Linked DNA regions of Sus scrofa: region 1 is linked to region 2. The links are chromatin contacts, called in public Hi-C maps. All regions are on one chromosome and are shown on one strand. Each heading gives the region's core, a stretch centred on a gene start, on an enhancer-like site or on the middle of the called end of the contact. The rest is flanking DNA. Distances are from core to core; before and after follow the strand shown.

What was found. A called contact is a pair of places that touch in the nucleus more often than the background predicts.
Region 1: a Hi-C map of retroperitoneal adipose tissue shows a contact between it and region 2, with 2.2 times the contacts expected there. The contact joins the promoter of ABHD16B here to the enhancer-like site in region 2. A contact is called at or near these places in 1 of 5 promoter capture datasets (liver), 14 of 47 Hi-C or Micro-C datasets (alveolar macrophages, blood, embryonic fibroblasts and 10 more) and 2 of 2 datasets of contacts at active chromatin or transcription factors (alveolar macrophages and skeletal muscle).

Annotation. Positions count from the first base shown.
Region 1 is chr17:62,727,696-62,733,998 of Sscrofa11.1, reverse strand. ABHD16B (protein ABHD16B) reads right to left here and starts at 4,004. Exons shown (of 1, transcript XM_021078034.1): 1 at 1,939-4,004. The coding sequence starts at 3,937. The coding sequence ends at 2,525. It overlaps TPD52L2 (tumor protein D54), which reads right to left and starts at 434. Exons shown (of 8, transcript XM_021077604.1): 1 at 274-434. The coding sequence starts at 292.
Region 2 is chr17:62,677,961-62,684,325 of Sscrofa11.1, reverse strand. The region is part of intron 2 of ZBTB46 (zinc finger and BTB domain-containing protein 46); the gene reads left to right. Among named protein-coding and RNA genes, the nearest start is that of SLC2A4RG, 25 kb to the right of the region's middle. Within about 2 kb of position 4,940, at least 11 of the 83 cell types and tissues checked have an H3K27ac peak or open chromatin away from gene starts, as enhancers often do. A contact at or near this core is called in omental adipose tissue and retroperitoneal adipose tissue, where this site is marked.

The DNA of each region.
Region 1 (6,303 bases), core at 2,755-5,254, 51 kb before region 2:
GGACTGAGGGCGGCCCGCCGGGCAAGGCAGGGCGGGGGCATGGCGATAGGTGCCTGGAGTGAGGAAACCCAACACTCTGGGGCGAGGGGAGGGCGCCGGGAAAACAGTGTTCGGAGCGGTCCCTGTCGGGGGCGGAAGGCCCGCCTGGAGCTTCGAGGCCGGGCGCCTGGAGCTCAGGAGGAGCCGCGGGTGAGCGAGCGCGGGAGGAGGGGACCAGAGCCTGCCACGCCACACCGGGCCCATCGGCGGCGGGGGCGCCAGGCCCGCGAGTACCTTGGCCGGCGGAGTCCATGTTCAAGCGGCGGCCGGGCCGCAGCTAGTGTCGAGGCCGCGGACGCGGGCGTCGCAGGAGCCGAGCTGGCCGCACCAGGTGTCGCTCGCCGCGTACACAGCAGCCAGCAGGACCGCCTCCGCCGCGGCGGCATTACGTAATCAGCGGCGCGACGACCCACTTCCGCTTTCGGGCGCTCCGCCCTCGTCCCGCCTCCACAAGCGGTGCCCAATGAGGACGTTGTTTGGCTCAGTCCCTGTTCACCCGCTTCAACCTGATTGGCCGACGCTGCAGACGGAGCCGGGACGTGAGGCCGGCTCCACCAGCGGGACGCCCAGGTAGAATGGTCTTGAGGCGCACGGGGAAGGTGGGAGTCGGGAAGACCGTGCAACGTGGCGCCACGGGAGCCCGGAGAAAGGCCTTTCGGAGGTCTCGAGGGTGTTTGCCGCTGCTGCCTACGAGCGCCACGGCTCACGTACCCTGGCAAGCCGGACTCGGGCCGATTGAGATCCCTCCGAGGCCCGACCCTCTGACTTTGGGGTTCCGTCTTTTTCTCTGTCCGTCCTTTTTGTGGGGATTTTTTTATTGTATGGGGATTGCGCAGAAAAAGGCGTAATCATGAGTTGTCCTCTTGCCCCACAGGCGCCGCTGCGCTCTCCTGGCTGGAGGCGCCCTATTGCCGCGGGCACGCCTTTGTTCTCTCATTCCCTTTTCACAGCCACCTGGTGAGCGGGGCGAGGCCCTTTCCACTTTACGGATGAGGACACTATGGCCGGAGTTACTTGCCCATCCCTCAGCTAGTTGAATTGCTTGCAGCAGGCCGGAAAAGAGTTTGCCACACTTCTCAAAGGAGAGGTGTGTACCTGTTACACAACCTAGTCCTGCTAAAACAAGTTCCACGACTACCCTTCTCTGGCTACTTATGGCCTCTGCAAACGAATCTTTTAATGGTATTCAAACCCTTGAGAATGGGACCCTTCTGGACAGCGCACACTCTTCCAGCCAAGCCCCTCTGCATGTACTGATCCCTAGGAAGGAAGCCAATTCCTTCCTCCACCTGGCTGATTCCTCTTACTCAGCTCAAAGCTTGCCTTCTCCTCAGAGGTACTTCCTGGTACCTGAGGTACCTGCCTCTGCTCGCTCTGGCCCAGGTGCATCAAGGCCAGGTCTTGCTCAATTATTTGTCTGACCCACCTGCCTTCTTTCAGCTTTTCCAGGGTTTCTAGCTCAACCCAGCCTGGCCGGCCCATCTCCAGGGGTTGGGGACAGCCAGCAGTCCCTGCTTCATACAATTCAGGGCAAATGGTGAGGAAGTGAATGCCTTACAATGGCAGTGAGCAGAGGCTCGTCTCTCATTCTCTCTTGCCTCCCTGAGCCAGGAACAAAGCAATGAGTGCTCAGTGCAGGTGTGTCTGTAACCCCATATGGACATGCTGCTTACCAAGCCTGGTTCCAGGGTGAACCCCATCCTATAGAAGTTAGGAGTGGAGGAGTTCCCATCGTGGCTCAGTGGTTAACGAACCCGACTAGCATCCATGAGGACACGGGTTCGATCCCTGGCCTTGCTCAGTGGGTTAAGGATCTGGTGTTGCTGCAGTGTAGGTCGCAGACGTGGCTCAGATCCCACATTGCTGTGGCTCTGGCGTAGTCCAGCAGCTACAGCTCCAATTCAACCCCTAGCCTGGGAACCTCCATATGCCGCCAGTGGGACCCTAAAAGACAAAAAAAAAAAAAAAATTAGCCATGGAGTGTGTGGAGGGAACCCTATGAAGCATCAGTAGCATCACACTCCCGAGGAGGCCCAGCTGCTAAGACCTTTATAACCCTCCAGAGCCAGTGTCCTTTCCCAGTTAGGGGTGACTTGCACAGACCCTTCAGCACTCATCTCTCCTGAAGCCATCCTGCCACCTAGGTCAGGTGAAGGACACCTCCTGGAGACCCACAGCCGGTGTTCCCACCATCCTTTTGAGGTGGTCAAGGCACCCATGACACAGCATTGCCATAAACTGGGTCAGGTTAATCTTTGCCTTCCCTGTAGGAGCTGGGAGCAGACGGGGACGTCTGCAAGTGTTGGAGGGAAGAGAAAGAAGGGAAGGGGACGCCCCACTTAAGGAGAGCACCAGGTCCCTATGTCCTGCCCCACCCTCCCCTAGACCCCAGGTCGGGATCCCCAGGCAGGGCCAGCTTTACTGATTTGGAGTGGGGGCGGGAGCGGGAGTGGGGGGGCGGGGGGAGACCGACCCGCAGTTAGGTCTACAGCCTCCAGGGCAACTGGAAGTCCTCTGGTTCCAGCCGGCTGTAGTGAGTCGCCTCCACGTTCTTGAGGTGTTTGCGCGCCAGGAACAGCGCGAGCTGCCGGCGCCGCCGAGGGCTCAGGCCCTGGCCCACCAGCCAGGGGAAGGCGAGCCCGTGGGGCCCCCAGGCCTCCTCGTCCTCCTGCCGGTCCTGGCAGCGCGTGCGGTAGGAGCGCAGCAGGGCCAGGCACCACTCGTCATCCACGTGGTGGCGCGTGTAGAAGGCGGCCTCCTGCGCCAGGCTGCTGGCACGCAGCCAGCGGGTCACGACGGCGCGGCCCTCGCGCGCCATCACGGCGGGGTAGCGGTGCTGCAGCAGACGCAGGAGCAGCTCGTTGCCGCGGTTGCCCTCCACGTCGCCGGACGGCAGGGGGCGCAGGTGGCCCGAGGTGCTGACCACGTCGTCCTGCGTGCGCCGGAGCAGCAGCACCGGCCCGGGGTAGCGACACAGCTGCTCCGCCACGTTGAGGTTGAAGTGCTCGCGCACGGTGCGCACCACCAGCCCCTTCCAGCAGTGCGGCATGACCTTCAGCGCCAGTGGCACGAGGTCGTCGAAGGTGGCGTCCAGCACCAGCGCGCCCAGCTCCGGGTACGTCATCGTGGCCCAGGTGGCTGTGAAGCCGCCGATAGACCAGCCATAGACCACCACGTGCGCGGGTGGGAAGTGCAGGCGGTGCAGCGCGTACTTGACCACCACGTCCATGGCGTTAGCATCATGCTGAGGGAACGGCGCGCCCGTGCTGCCCCCGAAGCCCGGGTGGTTCCAGCCCAGCACCGAGTAGCCGGCCTCCAGCGGTGCCGCGAGGCAGCCCATCTCGTAGAAGCCTGCGTTGCCTTCGCAGCAGATGACGAGGCGCAGGCCGCGGCCCTGGCCGCCCGGACATTGGCGGCGGTCCATGAACATCGTGTCGATCTCGTTGCCATCGCAGGCCACCAGCTTGGCGCGCCGGCCGCCGTAGCGCTCCACCAGGCGCTCCTGGCCCTGCTGCAGCAGCGGCAGCAGCGCGCGTGTCATCAGGAACATGGAGCCGGGGTACACGAGCCAGCGGCCCAGCGAGTGGGCCAGCGCGTAGCTGGCCAGCTGGCCGGGCAGCTCGCGGATCTGCTGCAGGAGGCATTGCGCCTGGCTGCGCGCCCCGCGCGACGGTCGCCCGGGCGCATCCCCGCCCAGCGCCGCGCCACGCAGGAGCCACACGCCCGCCGCGGCCGCCGCGCACGTCAGCGCGCCGTGACCGCTGCCACCCCCGGCGGCGGCGCACACGTCGTCCCAGCGGAAGTCCACCGGCCAGTCGCGGAAGTTGTAGGTGTAGTTGGCGGTCAGGTAGATTTTGAACACGTGCACCAGCGCCTTCACGAAGCAAACGACGCACATGGGCGTCGAGGCCACCGGGCGCCACCTGGGCCCTAACGCCCTGCGGCCCGGCCGGGCTCACGGCGGGAGGCCCCGGCCCGGCCTGGAGGGCGGCGGCAGGGGCGAGCGCGCGCAGGGCTGCCGCGGGACATGCCTCCTCAGGGCTTGGCCCTCGTGGCCTTTGTGACCTGGGCCTTCCAGGGTCCAGGAGAGGCGGCATCTGCCCGGCGCGTGCCGGCTTTGTGAGTCACTGTGGCTGCGGAGGAGGAGCCACCCTGCGCTGAGCACACAAAGGGTCCCTAGGGCGGAGGACGCCCGGCCCGGCCCCGCCCCCAGGACATAACGTGGGGCCCGGGGCCAGGCCCCAGGCCCCAGGCCCCAGGCCCCGCTTCCCCAGCTGCCCAGCCTCCCACCTACACCGGAGCGGCCTCCAACAGCCTCCTCCTTGAACTGTAGGTGGACAGACAGGCCGGAAATCAACACCCTGACCGCTTCCTGGGTGGAGGCCTGGCTCTCACTGGGAAAGATACACCCTGAACCAGCTTGCCCCCTGCTCCTGCCCCAGGTAGCAAGCTGGTGGGCGATGGAGCAGAGGCAGGAGGAAGCAGCCTTGGGGATCAGGCTGTGTGAGAGTCTGCAGAGGCTGGGGGGTGGTCCTGGAGGAGGCTGCTAGGAGGGGTCCCCTGCCCAGCCTCCCTGGTACCAGGGAGCAGCCCAAGAAATCCCACAGAGAGCAGCAGAGGCTGGGAGGGGGCTGCGCTGGAGCAGGAAGGCAGTGTTTGCTCTCTGTCTGTGCCCTGCCCTCCGCACCTTCCTTCCCAGGAAAGGGGTGCGAGCAGGCTGGAAACCCCCCCGCCTGCCCTGGGTCCTCTTTCTACCGCGCCAGCAGAGGCGGTGACCTTCTCCAGGTGGGTCCTGCCTGGCCAGTGTTCCTCATTTTCGGCCCCCTCAAACCGCCCTGCAAGTTGTGCCTTCCTCTTTTCTGGAGGGTTCTGGTGGGTTCCCCTTTTTTTCTAGGACCTAAGCGGGCCAGCCAGCCCACCTGAGGGCAGAGGGGGCCAGGTAGTCATGCAGGGAGCCTGGACCAGCTGGGCTCTAGGGGCTCACTGAGCAGTTGCCTGGACCTGGCCAACCCAGGCAGACCTCCGGAGCCCGAGGCCTGCCTCAGAGGCTCCAGCCCTTGGGGAGGGCCTCCAGGCCCCAGCCTGTCCTCTCTGCCCAGGCACCCTGCCTGTTCAGCTGAGTCGGGGACTCTGCTGGCCCTGTCAACCCCACCAGGCGTGGGGAGCAGAGGGGAGAGCTGTTGCTGGCCTCAGCGGTTGCTGGGCGGGAGGGGTCCATGGGCCGAGTGAGTGAGCTGAGGGCTGGAATATCCCCCTCCGCCAGTCCCAGGTAAGATCCAGAACTGCCAGTTAAATCTGAATTTCGAATAAACAGCCAATACTTCTTGAGTGGAAGTATGTCCTAAGTGTTGCATGAGACACACTCATGCTGAAATATTACTTATCTGAAGTTCAGCTCTAACTGGATATCCTGTTTGTAGGTTTGTTGGGAGATTTTTTTCGTTTTGTTGTTTTTAGGATTTTTTTTTCTTTTTGTCTTTTTAGGGCCGCACCTGTGGCATTTGGAAGTTCCCAGGCTAGGGGTTGAATCAGTGTTGTAGCCCTACACCGCAGCCACAGCAACACCGGATCAGAGCTGCATCTGTGACCCACACCACAGCTCACAGCAACACCGGACCCTTAACCCACTGAGCGAGGCCAGGGATGGAACCTGCGTCCTCATGGATGCCAGTCAGATTCGTTTCCACTGCGCCCCGACAGGAACTCGTGTTTTTTTACTAACTCTGGCAACTCTCCCCCCAGCACCCACTCCCTCCAGCCACTGAAATCCAGGCCTTCCCCCTGGATTGGCTGCCCAATTATTGGTCAAGTCCTGAGGACCAAGAGGGGGTCGCGGAGCCACTGGCCGCCTGGGAAAGGGCTCTGCGGCTGCTCCCACTGTGCTGCAAGTACCTCGCCTCTTTACTGGGTCCTGGGTGGCATGAGGGGCAGGGGGAAGCTGCCCCAGGAGGGAGCCCACAGGGAACCCCCCTGGCATCAGAGTGGGCAGAGCTGCCCATGCGGATTGGTGAGGATTTGTCTTCCTGAAATGTCCAGCCTGGGCCTGAGGTTAGGGCTGGAGATGGAGCCCTGGGGGCGGGGCTCACTCCCTTACAACCTCACTCCCTTAGGGAGGCTGTTCATCTGGGCCAGGGAAGGTGGGTACAGACCCAGAGGCTCCAGGCTCGTTTTGTGAGACAGCAGGAGTGACCCCAACAGCAGAGCAGAGGTCCTCATTGCATCCTCGGCCCGAGGCCAGGCAGACACGGGGCGCGCGCGGGGGGG
Region 2 (6,365 bases), core at 3,691-6,190:
TTTGAACTTGAGGCCCTCTGTCTTCTTTAACCCAGGTGTGTTTTCTCCCAGCATCGGTGCACCGTGACCGTGATGTTTCCTGGGGGTGGGTGAATGCCATGTCGGCGGGGGGACAAGGGCCCCGGGCCCTGGGCTCTGGGTTCTGTGGAGTGCCTGGGCTGAGGCGTGTGCCCTTTGTATTGGATGTACATGTGTGTACTTCTGCATGTGTGCATATGCACACACTTAAAAGCACAGCTTTGAGATTTAAATGGAGACTTTTCTTTTTAAGGAGTAAGTAGTGTTATTTCGAGCTGTTCATTTGAAAACTTTTATGCCACTGCTTTTTTCAACTTTTTAAAAACTGAGGCAGAGGAGTTCCCGTTGTGGCACAGCAGAAACAAATCCAACTAGGAACCATGAGGTTTTGGGTTCGATCCCTGGCCTCACTCAGTGGGTTAAGGATCCGGTGTTGCTGTGAGCTGTGGTGTAGGTCGCAGGTGTGGCTTGGATCCCGTGTTACTGTGGCTGTGGTGTAGGCTGGAAGCTGCAGCTCCGATTGGACCCCTAGCCTGGGAACCTCCATATGCCGCGCCCTAAAAAGACCAAAAAAAAAAAAAAAAAAAATCCTAAGGCAAAACATACACACCAGAAAAACCAAATCCCAGCTCTTCAGCTGGTGAGGGGCACCCCCCCGACACCCCTCGCCTGTCCACGGGGGACGCGGACAATACTGAGGGGTTTTGGTGAAAATCGCCATTCCCTTTCTCTGTGCTTTTGGGGGTAATATATATAAAATAAGCGGCACAGATTCCGAGTCTGCAGCTGGGGTAATTTTTGTCTCTCTCACCACCGTTTTGCTGGGGAAACAGTCCTACTGGAGCAGCGCTGGAAAGTGCGTGTGAGCCCGCGGCCGCAGGGTCTCCACCCACCCGCGGTGCCCTGTGCGGTGACTTCCCGTCAAACCATCTCGCCGCCGGTGCATTTGGTGAGGGGGCCGTCAGAGCCTGTCCAGCCTCTCCCGGGGCTCAGTCCGCTCTGAGGCTTGCCCGACGCCACCCGAGTGACCTCTGATAAGTCCACGAGCCCCAGCACCCCGCCGAGGGACAGAAGCCCCCAACGCCCCTCTGTCCTTGGACCCCACGGACCTGACTTTTTCCGTCCTGCGCTGCCTTTGTCCCGTGGCTGTGTCTGACGACAGCAGTGCTGGTGCCGTTTGCGGGCTGTGTCTTCCGAGATGGGTTTGCCGCCGCGTCCCTGGCAGGCTGTGGGCCGTGTCCGTCCCCTGGATGCGCCGTCGGCCTGTCTGGCCTCTTGTCTGTTGGCATCTGGGCTGCTGCCCAGTGTTGCTCTTACGCGTGAACCCCCTTTCTGGCGGGCGTCTTCTGGACGTGTGTTTTCATCCTCCCGAGGGCTGGCTCTCAGGGAAGGGGTGACTTCCGATTCCCAAGGAGCAGCCAGGCCTCCCCCGAGGGGTCGCATGTCTGCCCCCAGTGAGGCGTGAGGGGTCGGGTGCCTCAGACCCTCCACAGCTTCACGTGGGGTCTGTGCACTTCACTGTAACCGTGGCAGCGTGAGACTGACAGATGCCCACCCCGCAGTCGTCAGCACAGAGAACGTCTCCCCGCCCCGGGCTGTCCCCTCCTGCTGTTTCTGTCACCACCCCCCACCCCCATGCCAGCCTGGGGGCTGCAGGGAAGGGCCCCGTCGCTGCGTGCCCACCTGGCCGCTAGTTTCCGTTTAAGCTCATGGGACTTGAGAGCCGGGGTCAGAAGGGGGCAGAGCGATCCCGTGTACCCGTCACGCAGTTGCCCCCCGGCGCAAGTGTCTTGAAACTGCAGTCAGTGTCGCAGCCAGGAAACCGACGGTGTCACAGCCCCCCAGCCCGGCACAGGCGCTACCAGGGGAGCCTGGGCCGCCCCCTCCCACCCCAGCCTCGGAAGCTCTTGTCTGCCCGCGGCTCTGACTTGCCCTCCGGGTCTGCTCAGGACGCAAACCAGGTCCGCAGACCGCATTCTGTTCTGGCTGGGGACACAGCTGGTTTACTCCTTCCCCTGGTGCTGGAATCTGGGTTATCCGGGGACTTCCGGCTTTTATGACGGAGCCGCCGAGAGGGTCCCGAGTCTTTGTGTCGTTTGCCCTGATGCCTGCCAGGGGTGGGCCGCGGGGCCGCGGACGGCGTGCGTGCAAGGAGCCAAGAGGGTGATTGGCACTGGGGCCAGTGTCGAGCAGACAGTGGACAGCCCTCATCTTTATGGGTGCGTTTATTTAGTTTTGGCTGCCCCTTGGCACGCAGAAGTCCCCGCGCCAGGGATCAGACCTGTGCCATAGCAGTGACAACACCAGATCCTTAACCTACTGTGCCACCAGGGGACGTCCAGGGTTCGTTTTTAAATCTTTGCCACTCCGGAGGGGGCGGTCATCTCTTTATGGCCTGTGAGCGTCTTCCGGTGGGCTTACCAGCTGCCCCTGGTCCTCCCTCATGAGGTCTCTGCCAGGGTCACGCGTGGTGTCCACTTTGAGAGGTGGACCGGGCAGCGGCCTGTGCCGGCTGGGGTCCCGCTGCCCGGGGTCCCGCTGCCCGGGTCCCGCTCCAGTGATGGGTGCTGTCCCTACTTGCCATCAACCCCTCTCTCTGGGGAAACATCCTCTGTATGTTGTGGTGGCGGCTCCTTTGTGAGGTGTGCTTTGTAAAACATCTTCTGAGTCTTTGGCTCATTTTTTCATGTGTCTTTTGAAGAGTAAACACATTTAAAATTTTGACGGGGGCTCCCATTGTGGCTCAGCGGTAACGAACCCGACTCGGATCCATGAGGATGCGGGTTCGATCCCTGGCCTCGCTGGGCGGGTCGAGGATCCGGCACTGCCGTGGCTGTGGTGGAAGCAGGCGGCTACAGCTCCCATTCGACCCCGAGCCTGGGAACCTCCATATGCCGCAGGCAGGTACGACCCTTAAAAAAACAGAAAAAAAAAAAAAAGAAAAGAAAAAAGAAAATTTCTTTTTTTTTATGATTTCCTATAGTTAGTTCCCCTGGTGGCCCAGCGGGTTAAGGGTCAGGCTTGGGTCACTGCTGTGGCACAGGTTCGATCCCTGGCCTGGGACCTTCCACATGCCATAGGAGCAGCCCTCCCCCCCAAATGAAGTCCAGTTTGTGAACTCTTTGCTTTTAGGGCTTGTCCTACTTGGGTCTTGTCCAAGGAACCTTTGCCTAAAGTCGCAAAGATGGTTCTCCCGTGGTTCCCTGGAGGATTGAATTTGCACGCAGGGATCTGTGTGTGTGGCAGGCGAGGGGTCGGCCTTCAGTCACCTTTCCCGGGAGGCGTCCGGCTGTTCCAGCGCTCTGTGCCCAGCTGGGGGCCCTGATGACTCTGCGTGTGTGTGTGTATTTTTTGGTCACACCTGCGGCATGCAGAAGCTCCCAGGCCAGAGACCAAACTCTCGCCACGGCAGTGACAGGAGCCGGGGCAGTGACAAGGCGTTTAACTCACTGCGCCACCCGGGAACTCCTCTAATTTTAATGAAACAGAATTTCTTGTAGGATGGGAAGCCTTGCTGATAGTTACAGAAAGTGAGGAAACCTGATTTTCACTCGGATAAAGAAGCACAACACCCGTAAGAAATAATAAATACACTTGAGACACATAAAGTCAGTTTGGGGAACTTTGCTTTGCTCTGTCCGTGGGCCGTGGGGAGAGGACTGAGGCTGGGTTTGAGCTCTAACCAGGGAGGGTGGGGTCTCCTGGAAGACGGCCTCGATCCGCAGTTTCCACTTCTCCCTCGTCCAGAAGCTTCCGCTGTGTTGCTGCTTGCACATCCCTGTACGCGCAGCACCTGTTCCGTGCACGCGAGACGCGAGACGGCGGGCGGAGCGGGCGGGGCCCTGGAGTCTGCGGACATCTCGGTGCCTCTTGAGAGCATCTTTAGGAGGATGAGGCGCGGGGACTTGGGCAGGTCTTAGAAACCAAGTGTCGGCTTTCACCCAGGCTGTCCCCAGGCCCCTCAGTGAGGGTGGCCCCTGCCATGTCCCCAGCTCTCGTGGCTGCCACAGCCCCTTCCTTTTCCATCATCTGTTTATTCCACTCTGCAACTCACCTTGCATCACTGAGTTTAATTGTTTGGAAAGTCTGCTTATTTTAATTATAATCTCTTTTCTGCTTTTCAGTTAAAAAAGCAGAAAAGTGAGGCCAGTGTTCAAAATGTTACAACGTAGCACTTAGAGGAAGAAGGGCCCCGCCCCGGTTCCGTCCAACGGTGTAGCACTCGGCCCCTTACAGCCAGATGTTGCTGCTTTTCATCCCTGCTGCCTCGTTTATTCCAAAGAGGTCGGCCCGGCAAGCGAGTCCTGAGCGGCCTTCCTGTGGCCCCGGGCAGGCCCCCGTCCAGCCCCAGCAGTGCCGGCCACGTCGCCGGGCGGCTGGAGGGGCCCACTGTCCAGCAGCCCCACATCAGCTGCTGTCGTCCCTCTTCTGGCCCCTGGTTGGTCATTGTTTTAACATCACCATGTAACTTTTTCTCCAAGTCACTGAGTTTAAGTGTGGCGCAAATTCAGAGGCAAAGCTGCTGCATGAGAGATGTAGGGTGGGTGGGGTCCTCGCTCAGGAAATGTCCCTCCTGCAGTGACTTGGGGTCATCCTGCCACACGTGGTGGCAGGGCGGTGGCAGGGCGGCTTGCGCTGGAAGCCTGAGGCTCAGGTCTGAGCCTGGCACCCCGCTCCGGGCTCTCCCCGGGGTCCACCGGAAAGTAGCACTGAATGCCCTGAGCTTAAGCCGGAAAGGCCACTGAAGGTTGCAAAAGTGCCGTGGCTTCTGCTAACGGGTAGGACGACTGCGTGGGTTGCGACTCCGGCTGGCGTACGTGGGATGGTTTTGGCTTCTCGATAGCAGACGCCTAGTAAGGGCACGTCCTGTGGTTTCTCCATAACATCAGACTCTTTATCTGCGAAAGGATTTGTTGCGATGTAAATACTGCTTTCGACTTCCTGTTCTGTTGGTGGAAGTTCGTTTTTGACACCAGCATCTAGAATCCCTCTCTTTGAAGTCAGGCGGTAGCTGGGAGGGGCTCTGCTCTCGCTCTCCCGGCGCCTCCGCCGCCTCCACCCCGGCTCCTGGCCAGGCTCCCCGCCTTCCCTGGGGGAGGTCAGGGCCTTGGGGGCCCGGGGCCCTCCCTGCCGGGCACTTCTTCACGTTCTCACTGGAGCAATACGTTCTGGGGAGAAGGTGCCAGAGGGGGTGCAGGAACCAGCGGGGCCAGCGTGGGGCGCCCTACACGGTGGCGGCCTCACTGTGGAGCCGATGGCGCGATGGTCACGGGTCTCCCGCCCCCCTCGTCGCCCTCAGGACAGACCAGTTCCTTCGTGGTCTCATTTGAATGGTGTCATCCTTCCATCGGCAGACGGCGCGGTGCTGTTCCCAGAACTGGGCTTGCATTCGGGCCTGGGTGCCCGTGGAGAGACCGTGGGGCTGGGGAGGCACAGCCTGGGGCTGCAGCTCGCCGCGCTGGAACCCACGAGGGCTCTGGTGAAGCTGCTGGCCGACCGCAGGTGTCTCGACAGCCTCACGGGCGCCCGGCTTGGACGCGCGAGCCGGTGGCACCTCCTCCGAGTCGTGAGTGTTCCCGTGGCAGTTGTCCAGGTGCGACTTCAGTTTCCCTGCTGTCCCCTCTCCCCGAGGACCCGCTTGCTCACCCACTAGCGTTTTCAGGGTGGTTGACCCGGGAGCCTCCGGGCTCTTGGTGACTTTGTGTCCACGGCTGACTCTCACTGGCGCCTCCCCAGGGACCCCGGTTTCTCTGTAGCTGGAAACCATCTGACTGGTTCACGGCAGTTCTTAGTCTGTGGCCCCCACATCCTTCTTCAGAAGCCACACTGCGTGTGTGGCGGGTATCTTTCAGCTGATCTTGACGTCTCATCCATGCTTTTGAGCTTAAATTGTTAGTATAGTTTAATTAAAAATTTGGTTCAGCAGGTCAGGACCCCAACCAGTATCCATGAGGTTGCGGGTTCGGTCCCTGGCCTCGCTCCGTGGGACAATCCGGCGTTGCCGTGAGCTGTGGCCTAGGTCACAGACGCAGCTCGGATCCCGCATTGCTGTGGCTCTGGCGTAGGCTGGTGGCTACAGCTCCGATTCGACCCCTAGCCCGGGAACCTCCATATGCCACGGGAGCAGCTCAAGAAAAGGCAAAAAGATAAAAAAAGAAGCAACCTCTGCATCCCCCTCAACCCCAGCCGCCCCCCCCAGTCCCCCCAGTCTCCCCCAGCCCCCCTCTGCTGGGCGTTTCGCCAGAATATCCCACAGCATCTGCAGCGTCCGCAGTGTCGTGGGCTCGGGTCCATTCTCTTTACGGCCCATTGTGTCCACTGCGTGGATGGACCCACGGTGTTTCCCC